Regions from separate parts of the Triticum aestivum genome. Here region 1 is linked to region 2. Evidence: chromatin contacts called from public Hi-C data. All regions are on one chromosome and are shown on one strand. The core of a region is the stretch at or near the end of the contact, and the rest is flanking DNA. Distances in the headings are between cores, read along the strand shown.

Region 1 (5,191 bases), core at 2,602-5,101, 260 kb before region 2:
CACAGTCTAGTTCTCTTGTGGATAGTTCAGCTCTGTTTGGCAGGGAGGGAGACAGAGAGGAAATGGTGAGGCTCATGCTATCTGATGATGGACACAGTTTGAGCAGTCTTTGTGTAGTTCCAGTTGTTGGTATGGGGGGACTTGGTAAGACCACTCTTATGCAGATGGTGTACAATGATGACAGAGTGAAAGAACACTTTGAGTTGAGGATCTGGATCTATGTGTCTGAATGTTTTGATGGGAGAAAGCTAACACAAGAAACTCTTGAGGCTGCTGCCTATGACCAATCCTTTCCTAGCACCAACATGAATATGATGCAGGAAACACTCTCCAGAGTATTGCGGGGCAAGAGGTACTTGCTTGTCTTGGACGATGTCTGGAATGAAGACTATGATAAATGGCTCAGCTACAGAGCAGCCTTAATTTCAGGAGGGCTTGGAAGCAAGATAGTGGTAACATCCCGCAATGAGAATGTCGGCAGAATCATGGGAGGGGTAGAGCCCTACAAGTTACAGCAGCTATCGGACGATGACACCTGGTCCGTATTCAAGAGCCATGCATTCAGGGATGGTGATTGCAGCACACACCCACAGCTGGAGGTGATAGGAAGGCAAATTGTGAAGAAGCTGAAGGGATTGCCTCTCGCATCAAAAGCATTAGGGAGCCTTCTCTTCTGCAAAGCAGATGAAGAGGAGTGGAAGGGGATACTAAGAAGTGATATATGGGAGCTACCAGCAGACAAAAATAACATATTGCCAGCTCTGCGGCTAAGCTACAACCATTTGCCACCACATCTCAAACAGTGCTTTGCATTCTGTTCCGTGTATCCAAAAGATTATGTATTCAGTAAAGAGAAGTTGGTTAAGATTTGGCTAGCACTTGGTTTCATCAGGCAATCTAGAAAGAAGATACTTGAGGATTCTGGTTATGCATATTTTAATGAGCTGGTAAGCAGGTCTTTTTTCCAGCCCTACAAGGAGAACTATGTGATGCATGATGCAATGCATGACCTTGCTATATCAGTTTCCATGGAACACTGTGAGCGATTTGAGGACGGGACAAGATACGACAATGCCATAAAGACTCGTCATCTTTCATTTCCATGCACCGGTGCCGGGACCAAGCATTTTGATCCACTGTATGGGTTTAGGAAGTTAAGAACACTAATTCTCATGCATGGATACAATTCTAAGATGTCTCAGTTCCCTGATGGTGTCTTTATAAAACTTCAATTCCTTAGAGTTCTTGATATGCATGGAAGAGGTCTTAAGGAATTACCAGAGTCTATAGGGAATCTGAAACAACTTCGCTTCCTAGATCTCAGCAGCACTGAAATAAAAACATTACCAGCATCTATTGTCAAGCTCTATAACTTGCAAATATTGAAGCTGAACAACTGCAGCTCACTAAGGGAAGTGCCACATGGCATCACTAAGCTCACTAATCTGCGCCACTTAGAGGGAAGCACAAGGCTACTGTTAAGGATACCAGGAATTGGAAATTTGATCTGCCTACAGGAATTAGAAGAATTTGTTGTCTTGAAACGCCCCGGGCACAACATCACAGAGTTAAGAAACATGGATCAGCTGCAAGGAAAACTTACCATTCGTGGCCTCAACAATGTGGCTGATGAAAAAGATGCAATTTGTGCGAAGTTGAAAACCAAAGAATATCTTCGAGCTCTACACTTTATATGGGATGAGGACTGTAAACTTACTCCTTCAGATCAGCAAGACGAAGTTCTGGAAGGCCTTCAACCACATATCGATATCAAGGAATTGATGATTAAAGGTTTTCCAGGGGCGAGGTTCCCGAGCTGGCTCGCTACTTCATTTCTTCCTAATCTGCAAACCACCCATATATGCAACTGCAGATGCACAGTTCTCCCGCCATTAGGCCAACTTCCTTTCCTCAAAAATCTCAATATAGCCGGAGCAACTGATGTGACACAAATTGGACACGAGTTCACAGGACTTGGACAAATAAAATGTTTTCCAGCATTAGAAGAGCTTCTGTTGGAAGATATGCCGAAGCTGGGAGAGTGGATTTTTGATGATGCTGATCAGTTGTTCCCTCAATTAACTGAACTTGGTCTCATCAATTGCCCCAAGCTGAAGAAGTTACCCCCAGTTCCACCAACACTTACAACACTGAGGATAGATGAAGCTGGACTTGAGTCACTTCCAGATCTTCAAAAAGAAGCTTGTCCGTCTTCTCTAACATTTCTATACATCAATGGTTGCCCGAATCTAACATCTCTGCGTGTAGGCTTGCTTTCACAGAATCTGACAGCCCTCAAGAGTCTAACAGTAGCCCACTGTGAAGAGCTTGTTTCGCTACCAGAAGAGTGTTTCCGTCCACTTACATCACTTCAGTTCCTGCACATCTACGAGTGCCCTTGCCTGGTACCTTGGACAGCCCTGGAGCGAGGCTTGCTTCCTGCTTCAGTTGAAGAAATCCGTCTAACATCATGCTCTCTGTTAGCACACGTACTTCTAAATGGCCTACAATACTGTCCTCGTCTCAAGCATTTTCAAATTTCTGACTACCAAATTGCTGACTACCCTGACATCAGTAACTTCCCACTGGAGCTTTTACCTCACACACTTCAGTTCTTAGACATATCACGCTGTGATGACCTCCAGTGTTTGCCTCCAAGTCTGCATAAAGTCTCCTCACTTGAAACACTACATATCTCCAACTGTCGTGAGCTTGAAAGCTTGCCAGAAGAAGGTCTGCCCAGGGGGCTCAAGGAGCTTTACATCAATCAATGCCCAAAAATTAAGCAACGATGCCAAGAAGGTGGACAGGACCGAGTCAAGATAGCTCACATCAGAGACATCGAGATTGATGGGGATGTTATTGTGCTTGAGCAGATATAGGAGGTGACACATTTCCTCATAATGACATTGATACTGCAATCATATTTTTTCCTCCAATTAGTCTCAATAAAGAGTTAAATTTCTGTTGCAAGCTGCAACTGTGATTAAATATCTAAACTGATGTGACGATGATTTTTCCATGAGCAAGCAGTTCGAGTTTATTTATCGCAACAGTCATAGGGTGGTTAACCAAACTAGTAGGAAAGAAACAAACTAGACCATCAAAATACTAAACATACTGCGAATGAATTCTTTTGATAAATCTCTTTGCAGATTGGTGATAGTAATTAACTACTAGAAAGTGATTAGTGGCCATGAGTGTAATAGTGTACTAGAAAGTACAAACCATGAAAAGAAGTAGTGTTATGAAGTCGTAGACATCTTGTTTACAGATCTGTAATATGTGCATTATAATTTAACACATGCTGAATACTCAGCTGAATCATCACACTTGTGCTTATCAGATTAGATCATTGCTTGGGTCAACTGAGGTTGCATGTGAGACCCATGCGCGATACAGTGTAGAAGGTTTCCAGACCACACTGCCAGAGTTTATCCCCCAGTTGCCCCTAAAAAGAAGAATTTATCCCACAATTGCAGCGACAATTTGGTTAAATTTAATCCTCTTCGTGACCATTTCTCCCCAGTTGTGCAATCTAGCATTCTTAATGTCGACTTGGCAGCACGCGCACGAATTGAAACTGCAATTTTTGTTGGCACGCAACGGGGGTTATTGGGTTAGGCTAGGGTACTCACATGTTGGTGTCGTGCAGGTTGGAGCGGACAATGTGAACGGCGGCAGGATGAGAGAGCGACGGCGCGGGCGTCCTGGCTGCGGTTGCCTTTACGCCTCTCCTCCGACGAGGGGCAGACAGCGAGGCCATGTACCGGAGGTTGGCCACGGCCGCGGCCGCACGGTGGGCGGCGGGGTGGGGACAGACCTCAACAACAGTCGTGGCAAATTGCAGAAAACACCCTGCTCGTCACTCGCAACGACACATACACCCTTGGCCCACCCAGGCAGCGAGTCGTCGCCTTTTCCCCCGAGCGAAACGGCGCGACCCCACCGGTGGTTTTAGTAGGGTTTGGACTCGCCGCTCAGCTCGGCTCCCATGGAGGCGGCGGAAGATGCAGGCGACGCCGGCGGCGGCCGCTCCACCGCCCGGAAGCTGGTGCCGTGGTCGAGCTGGGCGGAGTGGCGCTTCGTCCGCGACGCTATCTTCTCCCCCTACCCCGACCCTGGCGCCGCTCTTCGCAGGGTAGGTATCCTCTTCCTCGAGGCCCCCAAAAATTGTCAGGCGAGTGGTGAGAAATCTGACTGTTTCGTTGGTGCAGATCGCGGCGTGGCGGAGCAGGGGCTGCCTCCCTATCCCCGTGGAGGTCACTGCGGCCCTCTTCGAGATAAGGCTGCGGGATCCCTTCTTCCGGTATGTTGTTTGGATGCATAGTTCCAACCTTTTTCTATTGCGTGTGGATGGATTTGGGACGAAGTTATATATGTGATAGAAATTTTTCCTCTAGGAATGGAGTGGCTTCAGATGATAAGCTGGAGTCAGACGAGATGCTCGCCTTGCTGTACAGTATGGCAATCATCAGGTGAGGAAATTTCTGGTGCTATTTTCGCCTTATGTGTGGAAACTGAATAGTACTGGTGATTTACTTGGGGGGAAATGAGCCAGTGGTGTTATCGCTGTGCCAAAGGAGAAACAACGCCTTTTATTTGCTGGGTTCAAATGCGTGACACATCTTGTTGTGCAAAGAGATGGACTGTGCAAGCAGTTTAGGGGAACAAATTAGTATTCGTGACTTGATGTTCTTAAAGCTGTTTTTCATATTTTTCATGTGGTCCAGAGATTCTTCATGAATAGGAGCTTTTGATGAAATAGCATAGTTTACTTCTGCAGATCATAGGAGCTTAATCATAGTCGTTCTGATGCAATTGAACTAGAGGCTGCTAGAAGTCTAGAACATACTTTGGTGTCAATATCTTGTGGTCCCCATTTCTAGTTTTTTTTTCTGGAACATGCGTCAAAACGCCGGTCTGTTGTATTTGATGAACGCCAAAAGACATGAAATCTAACCAACCACCCTGGTGGCACTAACCAATGTTTCTCTGCTTTAGTTTTTCTAGTTGATTTTGAAACTATCATATGTTGTTCACTTCCATCGTATTCTTCGGCTCAGTTTGTGGTTGCTGCCTGAACTGCGCTTATCCATTAAGCTGCTGTGAAAGAAAGTTGTGAAAAATATAGTGCTCTATTTATTATATCATACAAGTTAGATAAATTTTGTAAGCCGGCAGTTTCACT
Region 2 (5,214 bases), core at 2,685-5,184:
TTCTTGGCTGATCTTTCTTTGTGCAAAGACTATCATTTTGTTGTCCTTTTAGTTTTGTCAGGTCGATGTGTACTATGATCCGTATGATATGAATGAGACATATCTTACCATGCAAAAAAAAATACTCCAAACAATTTCATAAAAAATTATACCAAAACGAGACATCAAAGTACTTGGAACAGTATACTAGTATACATGTAAAATTTGCAGGTGAAGCGAACACATAGAACAACAATCAAGTGATCAAAACGCGCCATAGGGGTGGTACGTCCAAGTTGGCGAAGTCAGACCCAAAGCCATGGAAGTAGACAATAGGAGGCGAGTGGTCGTACCAAGACATTTCCCAAAACCTACCATCCTTCATCCCATATAGGTCCGCAAAAGGGTGAGGTTCTAGAGGTATGCTCTCATGTATAACTATGCACGCGATCACCGAGGTGAAGAAACGGATAGCATCACACTGAAAAGGAACGATGGGGTATGCACGAGGAGGCGAAGGCAAATGTGATGTTTGTTGGTGATGGCTAGGGTTGTCAAACTCCTCACTGCATAGTCGATCGGGTGGGAGAAGCATGAATAGATTTATGTCTGAGTCAGTAACAACACACTATTCAAACAAATCAGACCGATTGATATTAACGCATAACAATTGGCATGCGTAATAACCCCCCACCTGAACAAAAACAAAACAGAAACGAGTACACTTGTACACATGGTTGTTGGGATGGGTAGGTCAAGAGCAGCACATTGAAAAGAATGTTGGTAGTGGGATATCAGAGAGGAGATAGAAGAAATATGTGATATATTCAATTACTGCTAGTTTAATTTGTCAAACTCCTCATCATAGAGTCAGTCGGGTGTGCTACGTGGGGGTAAACCCTTGTCTGAGTCAGTAATAGCCCACCATCTGAACAAAATCAAAACGACTGTTGCCGACATGTAACAATGACATGGGTAGCAACCCAACATCCACACGAAAACATAATGACAACTATTGACGTGTAACACTTGGCATGGGTTTGTACTTGGCTCATTCGTGAAATACGACACACATGGGTGGAGGAGTAGATGCGTATAACTCATCTTCCCAAGCTCACAAGAGCGGTGGGAGGGGAGTCCCTCATGGTGGTCTCGACACTCCTTTACTCACCAAGTTCACGATGGGTATGGGCCGACGTTATCCATTGGGACGTCTAGCCCATAATTTGAAGGCCGGTTGCTTTTTTTGGGCCGAATTCATAAGAAAAATGTCTCAGGGAGTCGGTCACATGAGCCCACCGACACTAACAGGTCGATCCAAATTTAATTGCCCAACGTTATAGTCTGGCATTACCATGCACATGACTTTGCAAGCTTATTACCCTACTGCTTATATGAAATTTCCAAACCACTGACCAAATACTGCTTTTGTTTCAAAGTTATAAATTTGCTACCTTATGATGCAAACGGTTCGTGTTAGAAATAGAAAAAAAATGCATATGTTCCTTTTTTATTTGGACAAATAGAATGTAAATATCCTAACTTACTAAAAATCTCTACAGCTAAATGATGCTAATTGAAATATTATTGTTGTGTAAATACTTTTTGTTCTTGTGCAATCAAGTATTAAAATGGGCTGGACAATGTTGTCCTATAAGACATGAGGCCATTCGGTTGGCTCCATGTCACTGAATAGAACAGAGGGGGCGACGAGGACCAAGTCCGGGCCAGAGCGAACCGGCCCATTCCAAACCTGACTCCACTTGTAGGTAAACTCCCGCCATGTCATGAACCTACTAATAGTTAGTATGACCCAGATTTCTTCAGGAATTTGATGTGTAATGGGCCAAATATCCAGAAACGTCAACATTCACCTTCGATGGTAGGAGATTCTATGAACTAAAAACTGCCACCACACCCTGCAGTGCTAACATGCTAGTAACATGGTAGTGATATGTACCACTTAGGGCATCACCAACGTGGACCTTCATTCAGATTCCAATGTTCAGACACATTTCCCCCTTGTATCCTTGTATTTGGTCGGACAAGTGTGAATGTCCGGAATCCCTTAGGCCGCTACCAAATCGAGGATGAAGTATGAGAGTCCAGACGTCTGCCACGTCAGATCGACGACCCGACCCACCCTTCTTTTTAAACAGTCGTTCCTCACTCTCACTCACTTTATTCCCCTCACAAAACCCTAGCCGTCACCCACCACACACAACGACACCCGCCACCCAATTGCTATGGGCAAGCAAATGAGTGAGAAGGAATGTGATCGTAGCTAGGCGATGTGGTTGCTCGGGGGCTACCATTCCGATATTTCGTTGCACGTCGCGATGACAAATTTGGGCGGGGCGGGGGGGGGGGGGGGGCTGAGGCTCCAATCCAAGTCGTCTTGTGCTGGCCTCGCCTCCGCACGCCACCGAGGCTCTCGTTCTCATCGCGTCATCCTAAATCAAGGAGGAGCCTGACGATGACAATGATGAATCCAACGTCAACTGGGCGAGCTTAAGTGGGAGCCTGAATCCTGTTGCTCGGTCCACCTGCGGCGGAGTCGGAGTATGAGCAGCAGGTCTAGGTGGCGCTCCGCAACTCCATGCTCGATGGGTCCACTGCGGGCGACATCCCTGTCGCTTTGCTGCCATGGCGGCCAAGGATGTTGCCCGCGTTTAAATAAATTTCATCTATTATTCTTATTATATATCAAACACTTTTCAATTTCATATAGGTGTGTTTAAATTTCATGTGTGAAATCTTTTAACGTCACATGTATGTGAACAAATGCAGACGTCCATTTGGGAATAGCATTGAGGACGTGTCTGCGGACAAATAGGGACGTCTGTTTAGGGTATAGCGCTGGACATGCCTTCATGTAATTATTAATCAGCCGCGCATGGCCACAAGATATTCAGAGGAACAATGAAATGAAATGCAACTTAAAAGATGCCAACATGCCGCGTTGCATAGATGAAAATAGCTTTTGCAAGAAAGAATGAAGGTAACAAAATTGGGATCCATCAAAGCAACGGCAGAATCTGCAGAGTACATTGGCCAATTACCTACGTTGAGCTAAGGGCATGTACAATGGTTGATAAGATAGCCTTATCTTAAGTCTTGCATGTAATTAAGAAATGACAAAAAAACATGTCTATAATGGGTCATCTCTTAGTCTTATCTTTCATAACTAGCTATTCCTAAAAACGTGGTGAGACATATTGTGCTAAGAGATCATCTCTTGTCTTCTCTTAAATAAGAAAAGACAAGCTTTTTCTTATGAATTCTCTCTCCTCCACATCATCATTTATCCTACGTGGCATTGCTAAGATAGAATCATTGTACATGCCCTAATGCATGATTAACAAGGTTATCCTCCTTTATCCTTTCCACAAAAGGCCATCCCGATCAGCAAACCACGATCCGACACCAAATCTCGCTGCCCATGGCGCCCGAATGGGAAATAATAGTAAAATACTCCAACATCGCTGCTTGCGTGTCCTAATCCTTTTTAGCACGCACAGCACGCACCAAACAAGTGGCTAAATCAAAGCCGAAATCTTTTGACCGCGGCGGAAGCGTGCAGCAGCCATTTTGTTGTTGCTGCTGCTGTGGCCCGAGTGTGGTTGCGCTCGCCCTCGAGGTCTGAGCAACCGAGGAGAATTTTGGGGCAATCGTGATGTGGCCTCGCCTTGTTTTCTCCACGCCCTCCGTTGGACGCAAGGCACGGCTCGATCCAAATCTCTTGTTTGGTTGCTCGGCTTAACCACTAGCAACCACTAATCGACCTCCCTGCCTTGCCGGGACGAACAACGCACGGTTGTTTTCTAAGTATAATGTGCAAGAAAAAACAGAAAGTATTCCAGGAGCACGAGTGTTTGGTTGCTTGCCACGGAAATGCTACGATAAAGTTTGGCGGGGTGGTGTTGGGAGTTAGCAATAAGTAGTTGTCTTCACTCACCGTTTACCAACCACTATCGACCTCCCTTCTTCCGGCGGCGACGAACGTGCCCTACAAAAGGAGAAGATCGCCACCATTGTGGCCACCTTGACCCAACCCATTTTACCTCCGGCGAATCTACGCCCCACCAACCAAATCCTCCTCTGCAAAGTAAATTTACGAAAGCACGCACAAGAAACACGCAGCAGCAACAGCTCGTGTGAGCGTGGGCGGCACAGCCGAGCTGACGGTGATCACCACCATGGCACCATGCTCGTCGTCCTCGTCGTCGTAGTAGTGTACTACAACTAGCAGCGACAGCGAGGGCGAGCGTGCAGTGCCGCCACTGTGGACAGCTTTCCGGTGGGGCAAGAAGCCAATACATCGAGTTAGAGGGCAAGGAGGCAGGAATCATTCGGCTGCAAAGTTGCCGGCGCCACCTCGTCGGCACTGTCCCCGCTTTCCTGGGCCGCGTGGGGGCCGCGCCTCCGTCCCCGCTGGTCCTCCTCGCCTCTGGTTGGGTCTGGGTGTGCTGCCGCTGTCGCTGCGCCACCACCACCACCACCGCATCGGCACCAGCACCAGCTGCGGCTGCTCCCATCTTTTCTTCTTGAGGGACAGAGAGAGAGAGATGCTTCCGCTCCTCCTTATATCCACGCTCCCGGCCTTCACGCTGCTCCTCGTCGCGCCCGCCTCCTACAAGCCCTGGAAGCTGGTGCGGGAGCTCGGCCTCGTCGCGCTGCTGCTGGCGCGGGAGCTGCTCCGGCACTCCGCGTCCGCCGCGGCGGGCAGGAAGGAGCAGCAGGGCGCCAGAATGCCGCCGCCGCCGTCCAGGGCCAAGACGCCGTCGCCCGCATTGGCGGAGGACGACGCGGACGCGCTCCCGGTGCTCGACCTGCCGGAGCTGGCGCTGGAGCGCGTGCTGGAGGAGCTGTCCCCGGCGTCGCTCGCCGCGATGGCGTGCGTCTGCGCGGGGCTCAGGGACCGCTGCTCCATGGACAGCCTGTGGGCGCGCCACGTCCGGCGCAAGTGGGGCCGCGTGCTCGGCGCCGCCGCGCGCAGTGAGTGGGAGGCGGAGCTGGCCGCCAGAGCGGCCGCCGCCACCCTCCCGCGCCCGGCCAGGCGGCGGGGCTGGGCGGACTCGCTGGCGTGCGCGTGGCCCTTCTCCTGGATCGGCCGCCGTTGGCTCAAGGAAGACGCCGCCGCCGCCCGTTCTGCACCCGCGCCTCCGGCGGACACGGTGGCCGCGTGGTACCGCGCGCTCGAGTGTGGCGACTTCTGGTTCCCCGCCCAGGTGT

The links. A called contact is a pair of places that touch in the nucleus more often than the background predicts.
Region 1: a contact with region 2 is called in a Hi-C map of leaf, with 10 times the contacts expected there. The contact joins the promoter of LOC123071125 here to the promoter of LOC123071122 in region 2. A contact is called at or near these places in 3 of 5 Hi-C or Micro-C datasets (all in leaf).

Annotation. Positions count from the first base shown.
Region 1 is chr3B:591,577,330-591,582,520 of IWGSC CS RefSeq v2.1, reverse strand. LOC123071125 reads left to right here and starts at 3,851. Exons shown (of 8, transcript XM_044494616.1): 1 at 3,851-4,141; 2 at 4,218-4,309; 3 at 4,404-4,478. The coding sequence starts at 3,995. It overlaps LOC123071124 (disease resistance protein RGA2), which reads left to right. Exons shown (of 2, transcript XM_044494615.1): 1 at 1-2,885; 2 at 3,656-3,920. The coding sequence ends at 2,882. It also overlaps a transcript of LOC123071126 not described here.
Region 2 is chr3B:591,312,897-591,318,110 of IWGSC CS RefSeq v2.1, reverse strand. It overlaps LOC123071122 (F-box protein At2g41170), which reads left to right and starts at 3,934. Exons shown (of 5, transcript XM_044494613.1): 1 at 3,934-5,214. The coding sequence starts at 4,548.